4 separate regions of the Mus musculus genome follow, and all the other regions are linked to region 4. Evidence: chromatin contacts called from public ChIA-PET, HiChIP or PLAC-seq and promoter capture Hi-C data. All regions are on one chromosome and are shown on one strand. Each heading gives the region's core, a stretch centred on a gene start, on an enhancer-like site or on the middle of the called end of the contact. The rest is flanking DNA. Distances are from core to core; before and after follow the strand shown. Region 1 overlaps Fnip1 (folliculin interacting protein 1). Region 2 holds the start of Pdlim4 (PDZ and LIM domain 4). Region 3 overlaps Fnip1 (folliculin interacting protein 1). Region 4 holds the start of Acsl6 (acyl-CoA synthetase long-chain family member 6).

What was found. Promoter capture Hi-C pulls out the DNA fragments that hold promoters and counts their contacts. ChIA-PET counts read pairs in DNA pulled down with a chosen protein or histone mark. HiChIP or PLAC-seq counts read pairs in DNA pulled down with a chosen protein or histone mark.
Region 1: a contact with region 4 is called in an RNA polymerase II ChIA-PET map of memory CD8 T cells, with 21 read pairs. The contact joins the enhancer-like site here to the promoter of Acsl6 in region 4. A contact is called at or near these places in 2 of 39 promoter capture datasets (the C10 cell line and hippocampal neurons), 4 of 15 datasets of contacts at CTCF or cohesin (the NIH/3T3 cell line, large pre-B cells, pro-B cells and 1 more), 65 of 484 Hi-C or Micro-C datasets (the AML12 cell line, B cells, the C2C12 cell line and 39 more), 10 of 115 datasets of contacts at active chromatin or transcription factors (CD8 T cells, effector CD8 T cells, embryonic stem cells and 4 more) and 5 of 9 other capture datasets (adipose tissue, embryonic stem cells, liver and 2 more).
Region 2: an HNF4G HiChIP or PLAC-seq map of pancreatic cancer cells shows a contact between it and region 4. The contact joins the promoter of Pdlim4 here to the promoter of Acsl6 in region 4. A contact is called at or near these places in 1 of 39 promoter capture datasets (the C10 cell line), 1 of 484 Hi-C or Micro-C datasets (nephron progenitors), 7 of 115 datasets of contacts at active chromatin or transcription factors (bone marrow-derived macrophages, embryonic forebrain, embryonic stem cells and 2 more) and 3 of 9 other capture datasets (liver, macrophages and pancreatic islet).
Region 3: a promoter capture Hi-C map of hematopoietic stem and progenitor cells shows a contact between it and region 4, with 2.9 times the contacts expected there. The contact joins the enhancer-like site here to the promoter of Acsl6 in region 4. A contact is called at or near these places in 8 of 39 promoter capture datasets (the 3T3-L1 cell line, the C10 cell line, hematopoietic stem and progenitor cells and 3 more), 4 of 15 datasets of contacts at CTCF or cohesin (the NIH/3T3 cell line, large pre-B cells, pro-B cells and 1 more), 95 of 484 Hi-C or Micro-C datasets (the AML12 cell line, B cells, the C2C12 cell line and 50 more), 13 of 115 datasets of contacts at active chromatin or transcription factors (CD8 T cells, Th17 cells, effector CD8 T cells and 5 more) and 3 of 9 other capture datasets (adipose tissue, embryonic stem cells and macrophages).

The regions. Positions count from the first base shown.
Region 1 is chr11:54,463,505-54,466,204 of GRCm38.p6, reverse strand. Fnip1 (folliculin interacting protein 1) reads right to left here. Exons shown (of 18, transcript NM_173753.4): 2 at 1-118. Among named protein-coding and RNA genes, the nearest start is that of Fnip1, 27 kb to the right of the region's middle. Within about 2 kb of position 1,339, at least 74 of the 459 cell types and tissues checked have an H3K27ac peak or open chromatin away from gene starts, as enhancers often do. A contact at or near this core is called in B cells, CD8 T cells, LSK cells and 15 more, where this site is marked.
Region 2 is chr11:54,067,697-54,070,396 of GRCm38.p6, reverse strand. Pdlim4 (PDZ and LIM domain 4) reads left to right here and starts at 1,380. Exons shown (of 7, transcript NM_019417.3): 1 at 1,380-1,557. The coding sequence starts at 1,465.
Region 3 is chr11:54,491,433-54,494,132 of GRCm38.p6, reverse strand. It overlaps Fnip1 (folliculin interacting protein 1), which reads right to left. Exons shown (of 18, transcript NM_173753.4): 10 at 739-940. Among named protein-coding and RNA genes, the nearest start is that of Rapgef6, 30 kb to the left of the region's middle. Within about 2 kb of position 1,387, at least 102 of the 459 cell types and tissues checked have an H3K27ac peak or open chromatin away from gene starts, as enhancers often do. A contact at or near this core is called in the C2C12 cell line, CD8 T cells, ECoMG myeloid progenitors and 18 more, where this site is marked.
Region 4 is chr11:54,302,393-54,305,092 of GRCm38.p6, reverse strand. It overlaps Acsl6 (acyl-CoA synthetase long-chain family member 6), which reads right to left and starts at 1,269. Exons shown (of 21, transcript NM_001033598.1): 1 at 1,171-1,269. It overlaps Gm51861 (a long non-coding RNA gene), which reads left to right and starts at 1,392. Exons shown (of 3, transcript XR_003949553.1): 1 at 1,392-1,733.

The DNA.
Region 1 (2,700 bases), core at 90-2,589, 160 kb before region 4:
TGTGTCCTCATTTTTTCTCTTAACACTGGAGTCAAACAATACATTTCTCCCTCGTCTTTCACAGTCTTGATATACGATCAGTCGAATCTGACTTGGGTCAAATTCTGGCAAGGGCCAACTTGGGAAAAAAAAAAAGGATTCATTTGAGTTATTTTAATAAATATGCCACATATATTCTTATAACCAAAATCTTATCTGACAGACCCAGAAGCTGTATTATTACAGAAGAATATACAACTAATCTTTATGTAAAATGCTACTATGTGGGTCAAGGCTTTAAATAATTATATAGGTCTGATTTTTAAATTAAAAATAAGGGTACAATTTAAAAAAACAATTAGCTACTATCAACATATAAGATAGTCAACTTATATAAAAGGCTAACATATATAAAGGTTAAATATAAGCACAAATTACTAATAAAAATATGTTGGTCTCATGGAGAGATGACATAAGATTAAGTCATTTTATTTTTTCTTCAACACAAAAGTACAAAAATAGAAACAGGTTTGCAATAGGTCAAAACAGAGATTATGAGTAAAACAGGCACACAAAAAGCTACTGCATTTTCATTTAAATAAATGTTAAAACCTAGCAAGTTTCAGTCTAAGAATTTAAAATTGCAGAAAAAGAAAGAATAGTAAGCTGCAAGCAACTCTCTAGTCACTGCCCAGCCTGCTACTTACTCTCAATGTACTCAGGAAAGGAAGTGGAAAAAGTGGACAAGACAGTGAAGGGAAGAGGAGGACACTGACAGCCCTAAAGTGTGCAAAGTGCTTACCTCAAAGGACAAGGATGCATCAAAGAACACCAGGAAGGGGCATGCTGGGTGGATCGAGGCTAATTCCATCTCATCAAGACATTGCTGAAGTACATTTTTCAGTTCACAAAAAATATTTGGAAAAAAACATACTGCATTTGTTTTACAGACCTTTATTTGTGCATTAAGTGTCACAATTTAAAAGAATAATGTTGCTGTTGAAAACTGATAGAAGTGTGACCCTACATACCAAGCTCAAGCAGATATCTATCCTTAAGACAACACTGACTTGCATAACACAGGAAGGTACTTATAAAACTATAGAGAACAGACCAACTTAGGTTGAAAATCAAGAAGTGGTTTCATGGAACCGACTGAAATGTTCTAAGGAAGGAGTATAACCTCAGAAACTAAAAAGCATTCACCACTTTCAGAAACATCATTGGTGATCAAAGTGAGGAAAGTTTTAAGGAGTAAGATTTCACAGAACTGAAGGGGGGAAAAAGTCAACTGTCAAGAAAGGAAAGGCATTGAAAGCCAAGAGTGATGGGTATTTTGTTACTAAGAGGAAATATGTGGATGTGTTTACACTCTGAGGCAGTTCGAGGTAGAGAGGAAATTGCAGGCCTTTGAGGAAGTAGTGAAGTGAAAACTAAAGAATTAGCTCAAGAACTGGCTTCTCAGCCTTTGGCAAGTACCAAGTGAAGAATAAAAATAACTCTTGCATTAGACTGGGAAGAGAGGAGGGTAAAAAGGAGCATGGTGTTCTCTGGGAAGAAGTGTTGATTAGGAACAGTAAGACTTTTGAGCGATGCTCTAAGCCTACACACAGCTGACAATTATTGAGACTATGATTGGCCACAAACTGCCTTGCTCTTTCTAGAAAGCTCTCAGGGTGTTTGACTTTGAATCAGGCAGAGACAGGGTAAAGGATTTTGACAAACAAATGGGAGAAAAAGAAAAACGCTGAAGATGGAGCAGAAAACTGCAAGAATACAGCAGAAACTATGCATACTGGAGCCTAAATTAGAAAATAGTGAGACTCTGAGCTAAGAGAAGAACGGAGGCATAATGGTCAAGGTGCTAAAAAGACAGTGAGGATAACGATCAGTACAGACAGGCCACCAGAGAGGAAGAAAACCTCACAGTACATTGCTTTCAAATGTCAAGGAAGACAAGGAAGGCAGCAGTGCACAGAACCAAGTGTTACACAAAGGCTAAATTTTATAAAGACCAACTCAGCCATTTGGTGGGGTTATCAGTGGATAGGGGGGATAGTCAAGTAACAGTGAACAAAAAGGGCTAAGAAGAAGGGCACCAAGTATTTAGGATTCTAAGCAGATCCTCTGTGAAAGATGATGACCCAAGAACCATGGGTGATTTAACTCACCATTTAAACGGCATGGTTTGGAATTAAAAGGTATGTATGTATGTATGTGTATCTATGTAGTCAGGAAGAAACTGGGATTATCTTGAACTAAGACCTATGGTCACCTAGGCAGCCAGAACAGGTAAGATTATGAGGCTTTTCTCTTAAAAGACAAAGGTATGCAGATATGAAATGTGCAGGAATATATAAAGGGGAAACAAACATTTTTAAGGTTTACATTTCTAAATTAAGAGAAAGAATAGAAAAATAACTTAAATGTAGCTAGAGAAACTGGCAAATCAATGTTCCAGAAAAGTCACAACAAAGCATTCTAAGCAGGAAAGTTCCTAATGAACTATATAATATATTTAATGAGGTCAAGGAAAATGACCTACAAAGGAAAATTACTACAGATGTACATGGTTGAAGGAACAAAATAGTTATTTGAAGGTGGTCATTTTTGTTTTATCTGAAAAGCAAGAAGCATATATGAGGTGGGTTGTCTGAACTAAGGTATAGGACTTAAAAAGTGAGAAAGCAAAGGGACAATTAGATTGAAGACCAAGCTGAG
Region 2 (2,700 bases), core at 131-2,630, 230 kb after region 4:
TGTGTGTCCCTCTCACTCTCCACACACTCAAGCATGCATCCGTGTCACACACTCAATCCATGTCACTCCTCTCCCACCTGAGGGGATAGCAGCACCCTCCCTACCAGGAGGACATCCCGGCCTGGGACCTCCTACTTGGTACCTCTCAAGCGGCCTGGGATCTCCTACTTGGTACCTCTCAAGTTGTCCTACTCTTTGTCACCAGGAAGACATCAGGACAGACACCCCTACATTGTAGCTCTCTGACAGTTCTTCTCTTTTCCAGATGTAGGAGATTCAGTGGTCCCTCTCATCTCTTACCCTGTGAGCATCAGCATCACACACACACAGTCCGAGTCACTCACGTGTCACATGTCACAACAGGGTAAGAGAGAACACAGGGTTGCCAAGAATATTGACTAACTAGGATCTTGCCTCCTCTGGGTATGGAGAAGCAATTGATGGCTGATGTGGTCAGACTGAGGTACCCAGAGAGTAGTCTGGCCAAACCATTGTACCTCCAGAAGCTGTTAAAGGACATCCGGGCACACAGTGGTTGGAAGTGAAGACTTGGGGAAGAGAGGAGCCCTGGAGAGTGGGGTGGGGGCGAGCTCCAAATACTTCTGCTCCTCCACTGGGAGACAGGCACTGCTCCAGCCTGCTCTCCTTTCCAGAAAGCTAAGAGATACAACACCCCTGGCAGACAAGATGACCTGAAGGGAGATGGAAACAAGACAAGGCCCAAGAAGCCGAGGGTGGGGGGTGGGGTACCTGGAAAAAAAAAACATGCGCCTTGCTTCTAGATGCCAGAAAAAGGTCAACTCCTCTAGGAGATCAGCTTTGCCTTTGCAAACTAGTTTGGGCACCTTTCTATTTCTACTGCACCCACGCCCCCCGTAGCCCACCAAATAGATCCATGGCCTGCTGCTGTCTTGGGTCTGTGTCCCTAGTCCAGGGCTTCTCAAGCCCAAGGTTCTAAGTGTGCCGGTGTTCAGAGGGTTCCATGCGCTGAAAGGTGGGGAGGCAGGTTGGCCCGCCAGAACGTGGAAGTGGTTTGGGAACAAGGCACGGCCCCATCCCCCATCAGAGCCACCGCAGTCCTGCATCCCTCCCCGGGCTAGAGCACCGGCCCGTAAAAGCGACTTCAAAGGGCCGGTGCCTAGTGTCTGAGTTTCCACAGCCTGCTCGGCTCCTCAGCCAGGCAGAACTCAGACATCCAAGCGGACCCTATTCTGGGGGCTTCAATAAGCGGGTGGGGGGTGCGGGGTTTAGCCTGGGAAAGTGAGGGGCGGGTCCTCGGAGCCCCCAAAGTGGGAGGGTCGGGAGTCCGCGGGACCAATCGGTGTGCGCGCGGGGCGCGGGCACGAACGGAGGGGGGATCGGGGGCGGGCAGCCCGGGGGCGGGGCGCGGCGGCCAGGCGGCGGCAACAGCGGCGGCGACTCCTCCGTGTCCGGCTCCAGCTCTGGCTGCAGCTCCGGCCCGCGATGACCCACTCGGTGACCCTGCGCGGCCCTTCACCCTGGGGCTTCCGCCTGGTGGGCGGCCGGGACTTCAGTGCTCCCCTCACCATCTCGCGGGTGAGTCCGACCCCCGCGGGGCAGCGGGGTAGTCCCGGGGCTTAGACCTTGTCCTTGTAGTAGACCCAGGACCCAGATCCTCGACGTGTCGAAAGCTTGAAAGCAGAGTGTTGGTCTTGGTGACCCACATAATGTGAAGGGGGGTTCCAGCAGGGCAACACAGTCCCACCCCGCTTCCCGCACAGCCTGCCTGCCCCGTTTGGTGGTGAGAATCCCCAAGAGTTCATACACCAACTTCCCGCTGCTAAGTTTCTTTAGGGGAAGTTGCTGTGGGCCAGGGAAGAACCCTCAGACATGGGCCAGGAGTCTGGACAGCTCTACAGAGGCCCAGAAACTCCTCAGATCCAACCCTGCCTGAAGTTTTGGGGCAAAGTAACTGAAAACCCACTTCCCCTGTTAAAGGTCCGGGTGGCCTTAGGAGGGTCTTGCTGTCCTCGGAAGTCCACCCACTTCCCCACTCTGAACTTCAGTTTCTCCTCTCTGGCCTCAGTCACTCTGGGGGAAGTGACCAAGAGGGACTGTTAGCTTCCAGGCAAGGGGGAGACAATGAGGCATGGTTCCCCCTCCTTACAAACCAACACAAAGCCATGGACCAGGACAGCCTCAGCCCAGTTCCCCACGGGTCCCAGGATCATACCCTGCTCCTAGATCTAAGGCAGAGGCAAAGAGGAGGGGGCACAGCCCTGGAGAGGGAGTTGGTCTGAAGATAGAGCAGGGAGGAGCTCCGGCCTGAGGCAGGGATTCCCCAGCCTTGGAGCCAAAAGAGAAGAGAACCCAGGCTCTGCCCTTAGTGGCTCTGGGTCCAGAAGGAGGGGACAGATGTGGACATCCCTTCACCCCACAGAGGCTGCTTGAGTCTTTGGGGAAGTGTGTCGGGGGACTGGAGAACCACTTTGCTGCTTCTTCTGGCCCTGAAGGCTGGGCTAAGCTTTCGAGATTTCTTTTTCAGTTCTTGGGAAGAGGTAGTCACTGGGTGGGTGTGGAATTGTGGAATCCTCTATATGGGGGCCTGGGTGACAGGCAGGACCAGCTGTCCTAGGAGGCTTCCAACATCTGTCTTTACCACTAGGTCCCTGGGGCCAAGTGAGGTATGCCTTCAGCACATCCCTGTGACTTTCATCTCCTTGTTCTCCCTAGAGATCC
Region 3 (2,700 bases), core at 138-2,637, 190 kb before region 4:
TTTTATCTATCTTTAGTTTTTTTCCTGTATTTTGCAATTTTCTAAGCTTAGACATTTGTTTCATATACTATCAGAAGCATCTGACATAACAATTAATCCCTCTTAAAACACTTTCCCATTGGCTTCCTCCAAAAGTACTTTCCTCTTAGCCGAGCAACTGGTCCTTTTCTATTTCATTGTGCCTACCGTGTTTCCAGACCTGACCTGTTAAAGTGTCTGGAGGCTCTTTTCTTCCTATTTAATAAATCAGCTCCATGCTTTTACTACCTTATGTCCATTAATGATCGTTCTCTTAATTCTAAAACCATGGGAAGATAAAGGAATTTAAAAAAACAAACAAACAAACAAAAAACAAACAACAACAACAACAAAAAAAAACACTGCTCTACTTCACTTCAAAGCACTTCCAGCACCTCAAATGCACAGGTATTCACTATCCTACTCACTCCCTGCTAGCTTAGGAAAACTCAGGAGTGCCTGTGCACTTCCCTTCAGTTGGTTGCTACAATTGTTCTGTAGCCTCTTAAGGATTTAGTTTCTTAATGAATAAACTGTCTGAGGCCTTTGACTAAAACAGGAAACTCCTCTAACAACACTGCATCTGTTTGCAGCTCCTGGAGCAGATTGTAAAGTAAGTTCAAGACACCTACCAAATTTTTGCCAAATGAATAAACACAATTCTTATTAAAAAGAATGCAAAGTAAAAGATAAAAATAAAATACAAAGTACTACACTTACCTGTTCTATTGCACTTTTTAATTTGTTCATGTGGCTTTCAAAGAGAGGAAAATGTGAAAAAAAGAATTCATTGAATTTGTTATTTTCATCTTCATCTTTGGATAATGAAAAGATTACCCCAATTGCAATCTTCTTTTTCCTCACAATTCCTGGATTAGGGCCACAACTTTCATCTGACAGATTAAAGCTTTCTTCTACAGACCTTAAAAATAAATGTTTTTGTTTAAAACATCAATAGTTTATTTCCTTGCTAATTCAATGTAGGTGAATAAAAGCTCTTCTGTTGTTTTATGAAATTAAATATAAATTTACAATGTTATAATGGCTACCTTTCTAAGAAATCTATTTTTCTTTTTTTTTTTGAAGAAACTTTACTAGAATCAAGTTGGAAATGGTTGAATCTTGCTTCTTACTAGAAGTCTTAAAGAAGCAGATAACTCCAATTCAAAAAATAAGCTAAAAATATCTGAATTTTAAGATAAAAGAGAACAAGTGAAATAAACGCGGAAACATGAAGTTTCTGAACCTACAGCTGTACTTTAGCAAAAGCTAAAGGAAGAAAATCTTGAGGCTGAGCAAGCTGCCCAGCCTGAGTCATGAAAAATTAGAGCACTAAACCACGTGGGACAAGAAGGGAAGCGCTTAACCACAGAACTCTCCAAAGAAAGCAAAGTCTTCAGAGTACTGACTTTGGCAATGATTTCCTGGATAGAACATAAATGTCACAGGCAACACCCACATAGAACTGGATGATGCAAAAAAAAAATGTATCAAAGCACATCATCATCAACAGCTGGCAAACACAATCTAGAGAATGGCAGAAAATATGTGCAAATCATGTATCTAGTAAGGAATGAATACCCAGAATATTCAAAGATGTCTCCTAACTCATCAACAACAACAATAAAATAAGCATGCTGGAACAAAGAGTTGAATATATACTCCTCTAAAGATGATGTATGAATGACCAAAAAGCATTTGTGACTCACTCCAGTTTCATTAGGATGGAAATTACTAAGGGGTGGGACTGAGAATGTGGCTTAGTGGCAGAGTGCAACTCAGTGGCACAATGCCTCATATAAAGGAAGTTAAGGGCTTCCATACACATAACTAAAAACAGAAAATCATGTGTTGGTGAACATACAATGATTTCAGAACTGTCTTGACATTGTTGCTGTGAATGTGAAATCATACAGTCACTATATGGCAGGCAGTTCCTTAAAAATTAAAAACAGACTGACTATATGACTCAGTAAACCCACTTCTGGGCATATACCCAAAAGGATATAAGGCTCAGACTGAAACTAATGTTTATATACCCATGTTCATAGCATTGTTGTTCACAGCAGCTAAAAAAGAAACATCTATGTATTCGCAAACAAATAGAGAAAAGGTATGTATCTATGTGTGCATTGGCTCATATGTACACATGTAGGTATGGATGTAAAGGTCAGAGGTTGACACTGGACATCTTCCTAATGATTCTCCACTTTATTTTCTGAGATGAGGTCTCTTCACTGAGCCTCAAGCTCATCAATTCAGCTAAATGTTCTGGCCAGCAATCTTCAGGAACCCTTCTGCTTCTCCTTCCCCAGTGATAGGATAAGAGAGGTGCACCTGAATCTTTACATGGGTAGTATGCTGGGGATCTGAACACAAATTCTCATGCTTACATAGCAAACACCATTCCTCCAGCCCCCCAAATGTACTTCTAGTGTAATGTTATTTAGCTATAAATATGATTTTCATATATATATGCTACAACATGGGTGAACTTCAAAGACACACTAAACAAAAAAAGCCAGCTATAAAAGGATAAGTACTTCATGATTCCACTTATGGAAGGTATTTATAGCTATTAAGTTTGTGGAGATTAAAAATAGTAGTGCTGGAGAGATGGTTCAGTCTTTATGAGAACTTAATATTTTTCCAGAGGACCCAAGTTTAGTTCTCAGCATCCAT
Region 4 (2,700 bases), core at 20-2,519:
CAGAGCTGGGGCCGAGGTGGGGCTGGAAACCCTTTAGAGGTATTAGCCGGAGGCTTGGAGAGGGGAGAGGCCAGTGCTGAGAAGTAGTATTGGTAAGGGGTGGGCCTGTTGGGAGAGTACAGGTATGGGTGTAGGAATCTGGGGAAAGTACTATGCAGAGATTTATCAGGAGTCCTGTAGCTTCCTAAGAAAGAGGGTGCAAGGATGAGGGAGGGAAAGGGGTGAGGCAGGGGGGAAGCCAGGGTACAGCCTTGGGCAGAGCTAAGGGGCAAGTAACCAGTCTTGTCCTCTGGCTAAAGGGCAGCAGGGACCGCTAGTGAGAAAGGTTTCTGGCTGGATCAGGAAACCCAGGTCAGCTCTGCCGTACAATTCACCAAGGGACCTTGGTGGTGGTGGTGGGGGCAACATAACTTGGATTTTGGTCTCTAGAGATGGACACAGACACAAAAAGTCTGCCCTTCCCTTGGCACGGGGCCTAATCTGATCACCGGTTCTCACCACAAGGAGAAAGGAGCTTGAGAACGGAAGGGGGGTTATGGGGGTCTCAGCTAGTAAGGCCCTTCCTCCGGGCTGACCCAGCTGCTTCCCCAACGCTGCCCATGGACCCCCACCAGAATTGGGGGGCGCCTCGGGGACCTTGAAGGGACAATTCAGCAGCCGCAGCAGAGGGCTCCGCAAGGTGGAGATGTCACACCCGCACCCTGGGCCGAGATACTACAGCTTCCCGGAAATGGTGGTCAGGATCGGACCGGGACTTACCGGCAAACAGCCAGAGAGAACCCCCCGACACCAAGAAGAAGGTCAGCATGTCGGTGAGCCGGCCCAGCCCGGCCCGCACTGCTTCCCAGGCCCGCAGCCCCGCAGCCCCAGAGCCACCGCCGCTGCCGCCGCCGCCGGGTATTTTTAGCCCCCGCCTCCCCGCGCCGCTGCGGAGACCCGGCGGGAGGGGGAGGGCGCAGCGCGCGCTCCTCACGGAACCCGACTCCCAGCCCCGCAGCGCGCCGGGACTCCTGGGCAAAGAGACAGCGGCATCCGAACTGCCGAGCCCGACTGGGGGAGGGGCTGGGCCGCCCGCCCCGCAACGTTCTGGGGGAAACGGGCTGGAGGAAGGGGCTCACGGGCTCACTGCCGCTCCTACCTCACCGTGCCTCCACCCATGAACGACCCTACCTCCACACGACCGGCCTCCAAGGTTTTATGGCTAGGCAGGCTCAAATGGCAGCGGGGGTCCAGGGCTTCTGTCCCAGAAAGTGCACATGCTGAAGTGCCGGTTCCTGGCTGAGTCAGACGCCCCCTAGGACCTGATTTTGTAGTTGCTGGGAGCCACATCTGCAAACCCAAGAGGGAAGGGAGTGATGGGGCGGGGGGGGGGGGGGGGGCATCAAGGTGAGGCTAGATTGGATAATACCCACACTTAATAAGAATGCTCAAGGTCAGGTTGGAGGCCACACAAGGTCACGGGAAGACTCACCAGCTGCCATGTCCCCAGGCATGTCTCATGAAGACACAGGCAGCCACATGGAATCACAGGTGTCTCCCAAGGACACAGGCAGTGATGCATATGTGTGGTACATAAGAGCTCAAGTTCCTCTTAGCTGTGATAAATGGTCATACGGTCACTAGGTTGTTGGTGGTCTCATTGCTGAGCTGAAGAGTGAGCTGAAGAGTTGCAATCCCTTTGTCTGGGAACAAAAGGAGGAAGCCTGGCTCTGTGATTTTCTAAAATAATAAAGGTAGGTATTCTGATGGGGCCTCGATGGACATCTTCAAGTGGATTTCACCAAGGTCCCCTCGTTCTTCAAGCATTCAGGACTCATTAGGCTTCCAGCACCGAGGACAGCGCTCAAGCAGCACAGACCTTGGTCAGGCACTGGTTAAGACAAGGACCCATACCAGGAGTAAGAGGGAGAGAAACCAGACATTAGAGATCAGAAAGCAAGGGGTGGATAGGTGAGATTGGATGCTCTCTGTGCACTTGAACTCATATCTAGGCTTCAATTTCTTTGTGTGTGTATCTGTATGTGTTTATCTGTGTGTCTGTGTTTATCTGTGTGTCTCTCTATGTGTTGGGGAGGGGGTGGTCCTGCATCTTTAGTTTGGTATGTGTCTCTTGGCCTATCTCTGTGAACCTTAGAGATGTACAGTCTGCAGAAACATCTACAGTGAGTCTCTACAATAGACCATTCTTTCCCATTACAGGAACCGGGTCTTGGGAGGGCTGCTCTTGCTTGAAGCCAGTCTCTTCCTGGCAAGGGTTTTGCTGGAATCTTAAACTTGGCAGACACCTCTATGAGAGGATCATGGAGGTGATGTGGCAGGATTGTTCCCAGTGGGTGACACAGCAATCAGAAATCCCTCCTGCATTCCCAGCAGCAGTAGCGAACTAATTGAAGGCCTGCCTGCTCAGGTGGAGACCCCGTCAGGGGACACTTCTAGGCTTGGGAGAGGGCATAGATGGTTTCAAGTCAGACTGGCCTAGGGAGTTGGCCAGAATATCATCACACATTTTTTAAATATAATGAAGCCATAAGCAGGGTTTATCCCATTGCAATTTCTGATCATATGCACTGTAGGGCCTTTTCCTTCTTGTGCCTTCCTTCTGCATTCTGTCAATATCCATTTCACATTATAGTTAGGATGAAAAGATCCATCCCCTTCTCGGATGCTCTGGTCTTTCTATCATCTGTACACTGTTCTATC